Regions from separate parts of the Mus musculus genome. Here region 1 is linked to region 2. Evidence: chromatin contacts called from public HiChIP or PLAC-seq data. All regions are on one chromosome and are shown on one strand. The core of a region is the stretch at or near the end of the contact, and the rest is flanking DNA. Distances in the headings are between cores, read along the strand shown. Region 1 holds the start of Ngrn (neugrin, neurite outgrowth associated). Region 2 holds the start of Gm15880 (predicted gene 15880).

Region 1 (7,185 bases), core at 3,439-5,938, 380 kb after region 2:
ATCTTTAGGAAAAACCTGACATCAACTGGGATAGCAAATATAGTTTAACTTTAGCATGTAGTTTGCGAGACTGTGTTAGGAACTCTAAGCCTTTAACCATTAAAGTTTGAAGTTAATGGTTAGTGATTTGTTCCCACTCCCAAATCGTTGTCAGAACCCCACAACTCAGTCCAAGTTTTGGTTGCAATGGAAGTTAGTGGCATGGCTCAGCAGGTACAGGTTCTTTCTGCCAACCTGAGTTCTATTTCCAAGGCACACATGGTGGAAAGAGAAAATCAACTGCTACAAGATGTCTTATGACATCAGCAATGTGCATCCCTGCACACATACAAAATCTAACTTTAAAAAGTAATGTATCACCGAGAGGAGCGCATGCACAGAAGGCTTTTGTTGGACAGGTCTCTTCTGTTTCATGTACCAAATTTTAATCTAATGACAAAGAATGCTTTTCCTTCTACCTTTTCTATTACATCCCTCTCCAAAGTTTTTCAAGTAAATTCTGCCGAGAAGAGAACCAAGCAACAAACTGCTCCATTTCACTTTATTTCATACATAAGGAAACCAATTGATTAAACAGATCAAGAATAGATTGTCCAGTGATTAGAAAGGAAATGAGGTCAGGAGGCAATCTTTCAATTTTCTCCCAATATAGTATCACAAAAATCCACCACAGGATACATATAATTCTTGTTCTCAACAGAGAGACCACCAAGCAACAAAGACCAATGAGTGCTTAGATCCGGAGGGGACCCATGGGGCTTACTCCAGGAAGTCTGACCCTGCCTAAGTAGCTCCTCCACCCACATTCTAGCCTCACCAACTCTTACTCCAAAGTGGCCAATGGTGTGCAAAAATGCTGGCAGCTTCAAGTCTACCTGTCCAGCTGTGTCAAGACATCTCCAAAAGCCAGTCGTAGGCTCAAATTCTGTAGAGGAAGTTTCCATTGCTGTCAAAGAAGTCATGCCCTCTCTGCACTACCTTGCTGCTGAAGCTCTGGTCACCCGGCTCCCCGGGCTTCAGCTCTTCCAGCAGCACAGCACTTGGTAACGTATCACTGCCAGCTCTTCCGGTGGCCTCGGAGTCACTGGTGGCGGATTTCTGAAGCTCTCGCTGATGACCCAAGGCTGTGGTGGCAGGCACTAGGCTCTCTTCCAAGACTTGGATTCTTTTATCCCTCCCTTCCCGTTTCTTCTGTGCGTCTGTGCTGTGAGGGTGCGACTTCGCCACTTTCAAAGCTGTGCTGTGATTCTGACTTTTAGAGGAGACTTCATCCCCTGCCATCAGCAGGCCAGACACAGAGCGGCCTGCACTGAGCGCCTTCAAGGTATCTTCAGAAACGGGGAGCTGACCAATCTCTCGGGTAAACCCAGCTTTTTTCAAGACCTTTTGGTCCTGCCTCAGTTTCTGCTCTAAAGTGGGTACAAACTTACTTTTTAAAACCCTTCGGATAACATCAGTGCTGACATCAAAGCCTTCTGCCAACCTTGGAACTGACCAGGACTCTGCAAATTCCTTATGTAAATACCTACAGGGGGAGGGAAAAAAAAAACAACAGTTTTTCAAATTGCAAGTAAGTCTCCTATGAGAAGAGCTAAATTGATAATGCTAGTAGTGACAGACAAGAAAAAACCTTGGAAACCTCAAATGCAGTCCTTAGACTGTGCTAACTAATTCTGTACCTGTGTACAGACAGCAATACCTGGCCAGTCAATCAGGTCAGTTCACGTCAACCAGCAGCCACCAACTGCTGTCTGGATAGCAATGTTAGGTCTTGATAATGTTTCAAACCAGCCTGAATGACCTACTAAAGGCTGTCTAAAAAGGCAGAGCAAAAACAAACACGCAACCTTAGAAAAAACAAAAAGGGGGGATTTTTAAGATGTTCAGTTGGTAGGGGTTTATGTGCACAGAAGCCCAAAATTCAATCCTGAGCACTATATAAACTAGATGTGGTGGTAACACCCTGCCATCCCTGCACACAAGAGGTGGAGGCAAGAGCTGGGCGTGGTGGCAGAGGCAGGCGGATTTCTGAGTTCGAGGCCAGCCTGGTCTACAAAGTGATTTCCAGGACAGCCAGGGCTACACAGAGAAACCCTGTCTCGAAAAACCAAACCAAACCAAACCAAACCAAACCAAACCAAAACAAAACAAAGCAAAAAAGAGGTGGAGGCAAGAGATTCAGAAAGTAAGTCACCCTTAGCTAGATAACACATTTGAGACCAACCTGGGATATGTGAACCCGTCTCAAAAATCTTGTTTTGAAACAAGTCTCACTATATAGCCCTAGCTGCCCCAAAACTCACTATGTAGACCACCAGAGCTTTCATACAGATCCACCTGCCTCTGTCCCATTCCTCAATGGTGGGATTTCAGTTGTTCATAAGCCAAACTAAGCTTAAATAGGAAATAAAAAATATGTGTGTGTTCAAGTGTGAAGGCAGCATGTGTGTGTCTGGGCACATGGAGGTCAGAGGACAATCCCTACTGTAAGTTTTCCAGCACCTTCTATCCTTTGGAGACTGGGTCTCTCACTGGTCTGCAACTTCACCATGGAGGCTAGACTAACCCGCCTTCTAGCGCCAGGGGTATGCCGTGTTTCTGCTTCTCATTTCAGCACTGCTACAATTACAAGAGCATGCCACCACATCAGGCTTTTTCCATGGGTAATGGGGAACCAAATTGAGATCCCCATTTTGCCAGTCAAGTTACTAACTGAGCTATCGCCCCCAAGCTCCTAAAAGCGGAGGAAAGAAAAAAAACCTTAATACTTAAAAGAAAATTCTTTTTAAAAAAAATATTTAAGCCGGGTGATTAAAGGCACACGCCTTTAATCCCAGCACAGAGAAACCTTGTCTCAAAAAAAAAAAAAAAAAGAAAAAAAACCAAGGGGGCTGGTGAGATGGCTCAGTGGGTAAGAGCACCCAACTGCTCTTCTGAAGGTCCGAAGTTCAAATCCCAGCAACCACATGGTGGCTCACAACCATCTGTAATGAGATCTGATGCCCTCTTCTGGTGCATCTGAAGACAGCTACAGTGTACTTACATATAATAAATAAATAAGAAATCTTAAAAAAACAAAAAACAAATTTTTATTTATTTTATGAGTGCACTGTATCTGTCTTCAGACATACCAGAAGAGGGCATCAGATCCCATTACAGATGGTTGTAAGTCATCATGTGGTTGCTGGGAATTGAACTCAGGACTTTTTTTTTTTTTTTGAGACAGGGTTTCTCTGTGTAGCCCTGGCTGTCCTGGAACTCACTCTGTAGACCAGGCTGGCCTCGAACTCAGAAATCTGCCTGCCTCTGCCTCCCAAGTGCTGGGACTAAAGGCATGCGCCACCATGTCCAGCTAACTCAGGACCTTTTGAATAGCAGTCAGTGCTCTTAGCCACTGAGCCACTGAGCCATCTTTCCAGCCCCCTTAAAGAAAATTCGTTTCAGACGCCTTTCAAGTAAGAGTAGTGACTCATACACAGTGTAATCCCTGAACTTGGGAGGCAGAGTCAGAATTGCCCCAAGAATTCCAGGCTAACCTGGTCTACAGAGCGGTCTTGTCAATAAATAAACAAATACATAAATAAAATAAAAATCCAGGAGCGTTGGTACATACTTTTAATCTCAATTACAAAACTCAGATGGCAGAGGCAGGAAGACAAGAGTTCAAAGCTATCCTTGTCTACAGTGTCCTGGAGGTCAGCTGGCTACATGAGGTTGCCTCAAAAGAAGAGCTTTCCAAACTTCAATCAACTGTCCATAATGTACCTACCAAGCTAGGTATGTCCTTAGGAGGTGATGACCTCAGTGGACCATAAGCAAGTCCCTGTGCTGATCCCAGCATCGCAAAACAAACAAAATTCTGGACAGGTTTAGGAAGTTCCTTATTATGACGCTTTCTATTTTAAAGGCAATAATACTAAATACTTAAAATCCCCCAAAAGGTAAATCCCATTTTGTAAGCAACGTCTCACCGGATCTGCTCCATGGCTTCCCACGTCAGTGTTCTGGGTGGTGCACCTGGAGCCTCCATTTGCCTTCGTATTTTCTGGAATCGCATTGCTTTTTTCTGACGTTTCAAAGCGCTGGGGGAAAGAACCAATGGCAAAAGCCGAGCTTGGAAGCAAGACTAGTGTTTCAAAAAGCATCCAACTAAATCTTGGAGAGCTCAGCCCTCTCGTCTGACCGCATGTCTGCCAGGTTAAAGCACTCTGGGTGCACTGCCCCCAGAAACCTAACACCTACAGCACCTGAACGTAAGCATGCCGAACTCTCTAACGGGTGATGAAACACGTCACTAAGCAACGGGACCTAGGGTGTCAAGGGAGCTGATCACTTGCCCCTGTGCCCTAGACAACGGATGAGAAGAAACTAGAGCCTGTGCAGACGCGGCTGCCGGACGCCCGGAGCTGGGGGGGGGCGCATGGAACGCCGGGGCGCGAAGCCTAACTCCAGGCTGAGGGCTCGCCACGAAGCAGGTACCTCTCCACCTCCTGGAGCTCCCGCTCCTCCGGCTCCCAGTCGGAATCGGGGTCCGGCTCGCAGCTGACAGAACCCGGGCCCGCCATGACCTGGGACGCGAACCCACAGCGAGCGAGAGAGGTGCGGACACGACCGCCCAAAAAGAGGCTCAGAGAGAGCGCCATTGCGACGCGAGGTGGTATCTACAGCTCGCGACCGGAAAGCACCGGAAGTGGGAGGGCGAACCCGGAAGCAGAAAGGAATAACCGGAAGTTAGACGGTATCCTACGCTTTTCGTTTCCTGGGTGGGCGGGGGCTGTCCTTGTATTGTCCAGTTACCCACCCTTTCCTGCTGATTTTGGTTTTGTGGTGCTGGGGAGCCAAGCTAGGGCCTTGTACATGCTAGGCAAGCTACTGCCACTGAGCTATCTCCCTAGCCATTAAAAAGGAAAAAATGTTTGAAACGGTCTAAATTGTCCTAGCCTTAAATTCATCATCTTGTCTCAACTTCCTAAGTAATTGGAACTACAGGCCTTAGTCACCAGGCTGGGCTGGGCGTCCCTGCTGTAACTATGAGAAGAGCTTGCCTCAGACGGGAGGATCGAAAGGAGGTACAGCACGCGCCTGGAAAACGACATAAACTTTAATAAAAAGACGGGTTCAGTTGCCCAGAGCCGCCCCTCTGGCACAGGCTGCCCAGGCCTGCCTGATTCTGCCACTGTGGCAGGAAGGGCGTACCCTCAGCAATCTTCTGATGGCGACTACACCGTAGTCGCTTTTGACTCCTCCGGGAAAGGAATTCCTTGTTGCCCAGTGACCTCCAGCCCCAAGCCATACCCAGGGTTCAGACCCATCGCTTAGGGATAAACTCAGCCTAAGGCTTGGTGAGCAGCGATGCATACAAGCTGGCCTTAGCTCTTCATCTTTTAGTCTTTACCGATCCCCAAAGAATCTTAGAATGTTGAAGAACTCTTGGTGTCTCCGTGTTTTTTGCCTTTTGCAAACAAAGGTCCTGGCCAGAGCTTTTCAATCTGGAACTTGTTGGCAGTCTTTCAATTAGCAAAGATTGAAGACCATTTGCTGTTTTGGTTGAGTGCTGGGCTTTCCTTCTTTTACCTGTGTTGGATGATGTTGAGGAGTGGGCTGGAATGCTGCAGTACTGGTGCAGAGGCAGGGCATAGGGGAAGATCCCCAGCCTTGCTTCCTCTGTGTTCAGAGTTTACCATGGAGGGCAAGGTGCAGCATTCAGTCCATGAGCCATTTTCCTGTCTTTTGGGCTGCAGAAGATAGCCCTGCCTTGGGGTTAGAGTGGGTGGCACTGATCCTGACAGGGCTCTGTTTATGGCTTCTAGCCTTCTGCTGGCTTGGCCTTCTGCAGTAGAGACATGGACCCCCACTAAGTTGTAGTACCCACAAAAGAGATGTTCTCACCTCTTTCCCATCTGTGCTCCAGTAACACACAAGACTGGCATCCCATGCTTCCCTCTAGCATCTCTACCACACTGGATCTTAATTAGCCTGTTTACATGTCCATTTCCCTGTTAACCTTGGTTGAGGGCTGGAATTGGTCTGTCATCTCTATCACCAGGGTCACTAGATAGAAGCAAGTAAATAAACGGGTCCACTGCCTTCCCCCCATGCCTATACTACCAGGAATGCCACTTTGTATCCTAGGAGCAGCCCAGCTGTAACATTTGCTACTAGGAATTTACACCAGTCAAAAGTGACCAAGGCTATTTTTGAATACTTACGGCTAGTGAGCCTGACTCTAGAGCTGGAAATATAGTGCCTCCCAGATTTCTTCATTGACAATGAACAGGGGCCCGTGGCTGCTGAATCTCCTATCCAGTTGAAGTTCTTGGGCTGAAGATGGTACCGGGAATGCTGTGCAATTGCGGGATTGATGCTTGATAGCGGCCCTAAGATCCTGGGGATCAACTCGTGGGGCCGAAGTGGTTGCAGGAAATGAGGAGGGATCTGCTCTGAGGCAGCCCCTCTCAGAAGCACCAATGGGACCAAATTCACAGGTTGCAGTTCTTGACTGCTCAGCCCGTCCTGGTGAAATCTAGGCTAGAGGAGAAGAGCAGCCCCTTACCATATTTCTTGGGAGTCTGGATAGAGTGTTGGAAATAAAACAATCTCTCCTAGGCCATAACCATTGTTTAACTAGTTATTCTTTTGGGGTTCATCAAAAACAGAGGGCCCAACAGGTTTGCTACTAGCCCAGGGAATAGTGAAAACGGCAGCTGTTTTGTTGGCCCAAGACTGTTTACTTAGCTCCCATTAGAGCCAGGGCATTGCCAATACTAGGGTAAGTACATAGAAGCCACTGAGCATGGTGGTGGCCTTGTTATTTGTCAGTCATGAGTTGTGGGATACTGTGAAATAGGAATAGAGACAACAAGTCCCTTGCAACTGAGAAAGTTGGGAGCTGCACTTGGCTGGATTGCAATACCAAACCCAAGGGAGCCTGGGAACAGACATCATGGAACCAGCAGAGCCTCTCCCAGGCTCCCGTGACAGGTACCATCACAAGAACCTCCTTTGGTGAAACCACCACCACGTGTTGGCATCACAGCCCTTGTTCCCTTGCTTTGTGAGAGGCTTCGCAGGGACCCTCACCCGATACTCATGAAGCTTTCTGTGGCTCCGGTGGCTAGGGTACAGCATGCGGGTGAGCTGCTCTACAATGCCCAGGCTGCGGATGAGGTTCTCTCTCTGTAGCAG
Region 2 (7,713 bases), core at 2,022-4,521:
TTTGAGTTGCAAGTATTTTCACAGTTTGCTATTTATTAGATTTTTATGATGGGATTTTTTTTCATGCAAATTTAAAAACATGTGGGGTGTGGGACTGTCGCACAGTGGTGCAGTGCTTGAGTTGCAGGCATGGGCCACCCCTGGCTTCCTCTTCGTTGATGTGTCTACCCCTGTACCAGTGCCACACTGTTTGACTAATTACTATAGGTTTATATTACACTTATACATATTGATTTATTTTCATGTGGCTTTTCAGTCCCTAGCTCCCACCCCCAGGCTATTGAATGTTTATTTCCACGATGGTTTTTAAGTTTATCTTATTTTTATTTTAGGCTCATTTGGGGTTTTAGAGGTTTGAATGAGAATGGCCCCCATAGGCTGATGTATTTGAATCCTGGGTCCCCAGTTATTGGAGCAGTTGGAGAGAAGGATTAGATGGCATGGTTTTGTTTAAGGACATTTGCCAATAGGGGCAGACTTGGAGGTTCCAAGAGCCCAGACAATTTACACTTAACTCTCTGCCTCCTACTGTGGCTCTAAATATACTCTTAGTTACTGATCTAGCACCAGGCCTGTCTGCCTGCTGCCGTGCTCCTGGCCAAGATGGGCGTGGAACCGAGCCCTCTGAAACTGAACCACCAGTAAACGCTGTCTTCTTAAGTTGCCTTGGTCTTGGTGTCTTATCACAGCAAGAGAAAAGTAACCAAGACAAAAGTATTTTTAAAAGCAGTGTTGTTAATAACGTTTGCACTGCTAAGCAGTGCCATTAGACTCATGTTTCAGGGGCTTCTTCTGACTGCAGTGTGGAAGCAATGTAGAGGTGACAAGAATAAAGACCAAAAGTCTGTTATAGCTCACCATGGTGTCACACCATGTGGATCCGGTAAGTTTCAGACCAGCCTGGGCTACACAAGTGGGACTTTGACTCAAAACAATCAAAAATAAAACAGCAAATCCCAAGGCTTTTTCAGATACGGAGGGGAAAGTGGATGGAGTTAAGGAGGAAGGGTGTGGGAGACACGGGGTCATCGGGGACACCATAACCAGCATCGCGTATGGCCCAGGGGGAGAGGGGAAAGGGAAAGTGCTCAAGGGGGGCCCCAAACACTGGGCTTAGGCAGCCCCATGGGGCCAGTGCCTGAGGAAGTGCAAAGTGACAAGTTAGTGCCAGGTGAGAGGGTGGCGCACAGTGACCTCCACTGAAGTGCCAGGCACCCAGCCCTTGGGGCGTTGACTGCAGTCGGCAGCTCTGGAGAGATCTGGGCTGTTGGTAGAGTGTGTGACTGACCACTTCCTGGAGAAGTTAGCATTTGAAGGATGGCTCTTGTGTTCAGAAGTCTGCAGAGACAGGAATCATGGAATCATGGAACAGGTTCTAAAATATTACACATAATCCCAGTTTCAGATACTTGAGATATCAGTGACTTAGGTACTGAAAAGTCCATTTGTATTTAGTGACAAGGAAAGGCTGTGGTGCCCTGGGAGTTTCAGTGGAGTGGACAGGGCTGGGAGTTGAGAGCTGAGCAGGGTACTGAGGAGGTGTGGCTGCTCAGACTGCTTGGAGGGAGAATGGTGAATCCTTCTGTCCTGCCCCTCCCCCAGCTTCACGCGTGAGAGCCTTCCTTGGCTGGGCTCATGTGCTCATGGGAAGAGCCAATAGAGGAGAAAGAGGAAGAAGTGTGTGTGTGGGGGGGTGGGGGGTGAGATCCTGGCCCTGTCAAGGGCTTAGAGAAACCGTGGTCTGTGGGGGAAACTACCCCACTGAGGATATGGACAAGTGAAAGATAGCAAAGAAACAGTGTCGCAGTCCCAGCTCTCCAGAGGCTGGAGCAGAAGGATTACTGAAGAAAAAAGAAGACAGGAGGAGGAGCAGCTGTAAACAAAACTGAAGGTGGAATCAGCCCAGGGATTTAGTGAAAGAGTGAGAATGTTTAAAGAGCAAGACCAACAAGGTAGCCCAGCTGTTAAAGGATTGCTGCCATGCCTGATGATTGAGTTCAGTCAGCAGAACACGCATGGTGGAAGGAGAGACCTGAGTCCTGAAAGTGCTCTGACCACTACACGTGGGCTGTGGCATGTGTGCTGCCCTCCACACTACCCTGTCCTACCTTCACATAAAAGTAAATACCTATTTTTAAAAAAGTAACATTAAAAAGCAATTGCTGAGGACATGGACTCAGCTCAGTAGCAGGACCCTGAGTTTAATCCCTAGTATTGAAAAAAAAATTAAAAAATAAAAAGTGGGTTGGAGTAATTCAGTAAACCCAGGAAGACGTGGGTTCAATCCCCGGAACACTCATAAAAGCCAGGTGTGCTGTGCTTGTAATCTGGGCCCTGAAGAGCTGGAGTCACTGGCCAGTCTGCTTAGCAAGTTCCAGAGCAGTGAGAAAGTCTTTCAGAAAAGAGCGGTAATGGACCAGAGGTGCCTCCTCACATGCACACACAGCTGCATCAGTCCATATACATTATAGCCAGCTGTAATGTATACCATGTTACTATCCGTGCTAAAAGAGAAGAGTAGAAGTAAGGTCCGCTCCCACTTGCTGTGCTTACACAGTCGTTCATTGAAGGGCTCATGCAGCCATTACCCTGGCTGTCTATCAGGAAGCAAGAAGGGGAAATGGGATCAGCGGTGTCTCACACTCTCAATCTTTATATTTTTCATTTGTTGAGAGTGTGAATAAATACTTATTTTCTTTTTGAAACAGTGTCTCGTGTAGCTCAGACTGCCTTCAGTTTGCTGTGCAATTGAGGATGACCTTGAACTGTTTTGGGGTCCACCTCCTACCTCTGTGTGCTGGGAGTACAGCTGTGTGACCACCATGCCCTGTTACGGGGTGCTGAGATGGAACCAAGCTTTGTACATGCCAGGCCTGCACTTTACCGCCTGAGCTGTCTTCCCAGCTGTGGACCAGGATTTTCCCAGTTACTCTTGACCCTAAGTGCCCCTGACTTGTCTGTTCAGCAGCTAAGAAACAAACCCTTGCTTTTAGTCTGAGAGAACTTTGCCTTTATTTGACTCTGCCTACTGGGACCAGCATCCTCCGGGAAGCATTTCTGCATCCCTGGGTCAGGGAGGAGGTGTGCATGCCATCTGCTGCACCTGGTCCTCTGCTTCAGCTTCAGCTTCAGCGAATGGGCTTTAAGGTTGGCTTATAGCCCCAGAAAGAAGAGCAAGCCAAGGTTAGCATCCTCATTAAGCTGACACTCACCCTGGCTCTCTCCACAGCCCAGCTATGACACAAACCAGTGACAGTCAGTGCGTCAGCTTGTCACCCCATCACTATTACAAATGATTCCCAGAAACTATAAAACCTCAAATATTCCCCCAAGTAAGCAGAAGTAAGAAACACAGAAAGTCAAAGTGGGGGACAGGGTTCTAGCTTCCTCATTTCATTCCAGTGTTGGAACAAATGGTGAAATGGTTGCACGGATTAGCGCACTTTATATATGTCACACAGGTTAGCACACTTTATATATGTCACACAGGTTAGCACACTTTATATAAGTCACAAGGGTTATAGCACACTTTATATATGTCACAAGGGTTAGCATACTTTATATACGTTACAAGGGTTAGCACACATCATGTTCTTCGTTCCATGCTGATTGTGACTTTCACTTGAAGCATCAGATGAAATAATAATAATAAAATCACCTCAGAGCATTCAGATCCTGGATGAGGGAATAAAGTTCAGGGGCAGAGTCCTTGCCTAAAACTTGTACTGAGACCCTGGTGTCCCCACTGTCACAAAGAAGAGAAAGGAAAACAGCTCATTATATAAACAAAGACATTGAAGTTCCACAAATATACCAGCTCCACTCTCCGCCATTTCTCTGTACCCATTTTCAGTGTAGCAAGCAAAGTAGATGGTCTGCCCCCCGAGGGCTGTGTTAGGGAGGACACCGCGTCAGCACTCAGCTTTCCCTCATGAAAATCCCTGGGTGCTAGATGTTTCAACCCAGACTGGGGGCCTTATACACCACTGTTCTGTGGTCTGGACGGTCACTGCTAGTGAGCCTGTGAGAAGTCAGTGAAGGGTCACTTGTCAGCTTTCCTTACGGTGGCTCAGGAGCTCCTAAAGTCTGTGGGCTGGACTGTGTGACAAGTGAAGCCAGTTGTACTGGGCTCGGTTCTCCCTTCCACGTGGAGGCAGAAGCCGGGGCTTCAGATAGGAGGCAACTCCGTCCAGGTCCTACACGTTTGCCTATTTGGCAAAGATTTCAAACCAATTTAACTCAGCTATAAGTAAGCAACCAGATCCAGTTTTGGTTAAATGGAGAATTCAGGAAAGAGGGAAGGAGGAAAGAAGGAAGGGGAAAAAAAAATTAAAACAGAAACTTACATTCCCAAAAGAATCTGGTTCTCCAGACCTGTTCTCTCTGGGTAGCTTGGTTCCTCGTGGGGACAACTGACTGTAAATCTTTAGCAGCCTGTCATCTGAGCAGATGCCCTCCGGAGACAGGGACTGCTTTGAGGACACTGCAGCTGGGCTAGAAGCTGTTTAACAGAGGACCGCACTCTGAGGATATAGTATATCCTCATGTCCATGGGCCCTGGAGGAGGCAAGATAGCTGATGGTAAGGGTGCTTTGCGTGTGGGTTGGCTGCCCTAAACAGTCATCACAAGTTGTAGTGACTTGTGTGTCTCACGAATCACAAGCAAGCAGCCGGGCGAGGACAGTATCCGATGCTCTTAAACCAAAACAGGATGCGAGGGTTACAGGGTTTTATTTAGCCCAATATCTGTATTTAGAATGATCATGTGCTACATTAGCTGACTGTTCCAGACTGTATTCTTTCCCGACACACGTTTTCTTGGACTTTACTACTTCCTTTGTGAAAGTAAAGACTTGTTTGTTCTTTGTTCATTGTTTTCCCAGTGATGGGATCAAACCCACCGTGCTCGGCGACTGCCCTGCCCATCAGCTGCATATCCTTATTTTGAGTCAGTACTGGGCCAGGGAGGTGGCTCAGTGAGTAAAGGGGCTTCCTGCCAGATCTGACGACCTGAGTTCCATCCCACGAGCCCACGGGGCAGGAGAGAACCTGTTCCCACAAGTTGTCCTCTGCCCTCCACACTCATACTGCAGTGGTGTCCATAGACAAATAAACAGGTTATCTATCGATAGTAAAATAAGGTGGCAATAGATAAAGAAGAAAGGAAACAAAGCATAACAATATACATACTGGTGAGGGCAAGGCAAGTGTTCTTTGTGTAGCCAACTGTATATACTGATAACTAGTTTCAGTATCTTCCAAGGTTTAATTTTTGTTTTTTTCCCCCTTTGCTTGGCATTGAACTTAGGACCTTGTGCATTCTGGGCCAACGGTCTACCACTGAATTGTATCTCCATCCATTTTGTACTTTTAAATTTGAGACAAGGTTTCACTAAGTTGCCCAGGCTGGCTTTGAACTTACTCTGTAGTCCAGGCAGGCCCTGAACTTTTGATCCTCTCTCTTCAGCCTCTTGAGGAGCTGGCATCCCAGGCCTGTGCCACCAGGCCTGTGCCACAGACCTGAGATGGGATCGTCCACATTACTGTCTTCTACAGTTTGCTACTCTTGTTTCATCTATTCACCTATTAGAGGGTTTTTTTTCCTCATTGTAATCTAAATTCTAAATCTCTGTGAAACTCAGTGAAGTGTCTCACCAAGTGTAATCACAGCAGTGAATCTGGTGTGAGTCAGAATGCAGTAGGGCTTAGGAACAGGAGCAGGCCAGCAATGGCTGTCTCCACTACCATCTTCTGTGGTGGGTGCTTTGGTTCTCTTCCTGAAAGCTGGCCTAAAGTATCGGCCTGTTTCTTACACTTAGAGGATCCTTTGGCTGTCCTTAGGCATTTGTCTCATACTGACCCAGCCTCTGGGTCTGGCTCCCTCCCACCCATGGCAGCACCGTGTGGGTGCTGAAGAGAGGAGTTAGAATCCTGAGTGCCTGAGTCCCCTCCTCAGGATGGAAGCCGGGAGCCAGGCCAGAGATGCTGCCTCCCCCTCTTCCTCCTGTCGGTTCGGCTTTGCTGGAGACTGCTTTGGGTGTTGTTCTTCATTGTGCCTTTGTAACTTCTTTCTTTTTTGAGACGGTCTTGCTTTGTATCCTGACTGGCCTGGCACTTAGCTGCTGCCTTGGCTGCCTGAGGGTTAAGGTGACAAACACGTGCCACCATGCCCAGCCTTTCTTGTTTGGACAGATTATTTGGCCTGGCCCTGTGTAATCATACCAGTTGTCTTGATTTTGACCTTAGCTGCCAAAACAAATAACCAAACAATCAAAAACATGTTTCATTTTATATTTTGTAAAGTACTCTTTTAGCTTGGTTTATCTAATTAAGCTTACACATCCCTTTTACGTGGCATTTAAGAGGAAGGACAAGGAAGAGGTAACTCTGGGAGCAAAGCACGGCTCTGAAACAGTTAAGAGCGTGTAAGCGTGTGTGAAATGAGAGCCAGCTCTCTGCTGGGTTACGGTGCTGCAGAGGGCAGAGGCACGCGGGTGCTGCAGTCAGGGAGCCTCGGAGGGCATTGGCACATCTGGCTGTGGGCAGATGGTTTGTCATCACGTGTCCTGCTTGATTTTTGTCAACAGAAACCTAAACATACCTGGGAAGAGGGAGGCTTAATTGAGAAAATGCTTCTGTCTGAGTGACCTGAAGCCGTAAACAGCTTTCCTCCATGGTCTCTGCTTCAGTTCCTTCTTGGCTTCTCCAAGTGACCCAGGATATGCAAGCCAAGTAAACCCTTCCTCCCCAGCTCCTTTGGTCATGGTGTTTATCACAGGAAGATGAGCGCTAAGGCGTCACGAGAACCAAAGGAGTTTCTGTGGGTGGCTGTTATCACGATCTCCTGTTGGGTCCTCAAGAGAGACGCCGTTGATCTTGGTTCCATGTGCCCTTCTAAGAAGGGGCCTGCAGCATCCTTCAGGTTGTAGCCCAAGTATAAACGAAGCCTGCTCAGAGAACTTACCTTCACTCAACCTTTTCTCTTCCTCAGCTGAAGTAGGTTCAATATCAGGAGTCGGTCTTTACAGATTTACCAAAATCTAGAGAAACAAGGTAAAGAACTTCACCATGACAGGCTAAGGGGTCATTCTGTAGGGCTCAGTGATCCACTTAAGTGTGACCTCTGGCCGAGCATTAGCTCACCCTGTCTAGCGTCTTACCTTCTAGCCAGACTTGCCGGCAGACTCCTCACTTACCCTTATCAGGGAAGTAGGGGACAGCTGTGCTGGGCGCAGAGGAATGCAGGGCTGTCCAAGGAGCTCTGTCAGCCTGCAGCAGGAAGTGTGGCCTGACCAGCAAGCAGCTCTAGGGCTTTTAGCCAGCTGATCATTTTGAAATGTTAAGTTGGTTACCTACCTCAAGTGAGGTCATAGATGACTGTCAAGCCATTAGGAATGTTGCATGCACTATAGCATAATCGGGTATCTTATAGCCATTAGGAATGATATGTGCACTGTAGCAAAATCGGGGATCTTACACCAGGCTACTATTGTCACTTGAATTGTAGCTCTGCAGTAGATTTACAAACACAGTAACAGATAAGCGTGTGCGTGTGTGTTGCTGAGGCTTGAATTAATGAACTAAGGGCTTTCTGTAAGTGTGTTCTACTACTGAGCTACAGCCTAAGGGATACAGATCTCCATCTGCCCATCCCCTGGAAACAGAATCTTACTGCACAGACCACGCTGACTTTGAACTCGTGAGCCTTCTGCC

The links. HiChIP or PLAC-seq counts read pairs in DNA pulled down with a chosen protein or histone mark.
Region 1: a contact with region 2 is called in an H3K4me3 HiChIP or PLAC-seq map of bone marrow-derived macrophages, with 4 times the contacts expected there. The contact joins the promoter of Ngrn here to the enhancer-like site in region 2. A contact is called at or near these places in 4 of 39 promoter capture datasets (the HPC-7 cell line, liver and pre-B cells), 2 of 115 datasets of contacts at active chromatin or transcription factors (bone marrow-derived macrophages and effector CD8 T cells) and 2 of 9 other capture datasets (adipose tissue and liver).

What each region holds. Positions count from the first base shown.
Region 1 is chr7:80,258,718-80,265,902 of GRCm38.p6, reverse strand. It overlaps Ngrn (neugrin, neurite outgrowth associated), which reads right to left and starts at 4,688. Exons shown (of 3, transcript NM_031375.4): 1 at 4,480-4,688; 2 at 3,972-4,082; 3 at 525-1,525. The coding sequence starts at 4,643. The coding sequence ends at 919. Ttll13 (tubulin tyrosine ligase-like family, member 13) reads right to left here. Exons shown (of 15, transcript NM_177765.3): 13 at 7,081-7,185; 14 at 6,210-6,528; 15 at 5,082-5,574. The coding sequence ends at 5,378.
Region 2 is chr7:80,635,594-80,643,306 of GRCm38.p6, reverse strand. The region is part of intron 2 of Crtc3 (CREB regulated transcription coactivator 3); the gene reads left to right. It overlaps Gm15880 (predicted gene 15880), which reads right to left and starts at 7,290. Exons shown (of 5, transcript NR_040343.1): 1 at 7,197-7,290; 2 at 6,965-7,040; 3 at 4,347-4,557; 4 at 3,659-3,745; 5 at 1-1,338. Within about 2 kb of position 3,271, at least 103 of the 459 cell types and tissues checked have an H3K27ac peak or open chromatin away from gene starts, as enhancers often do. A contact at or near this core is called in the HPC-7 cell line, bone marrow-derived macrophages and pre-B cells, where this site is marked.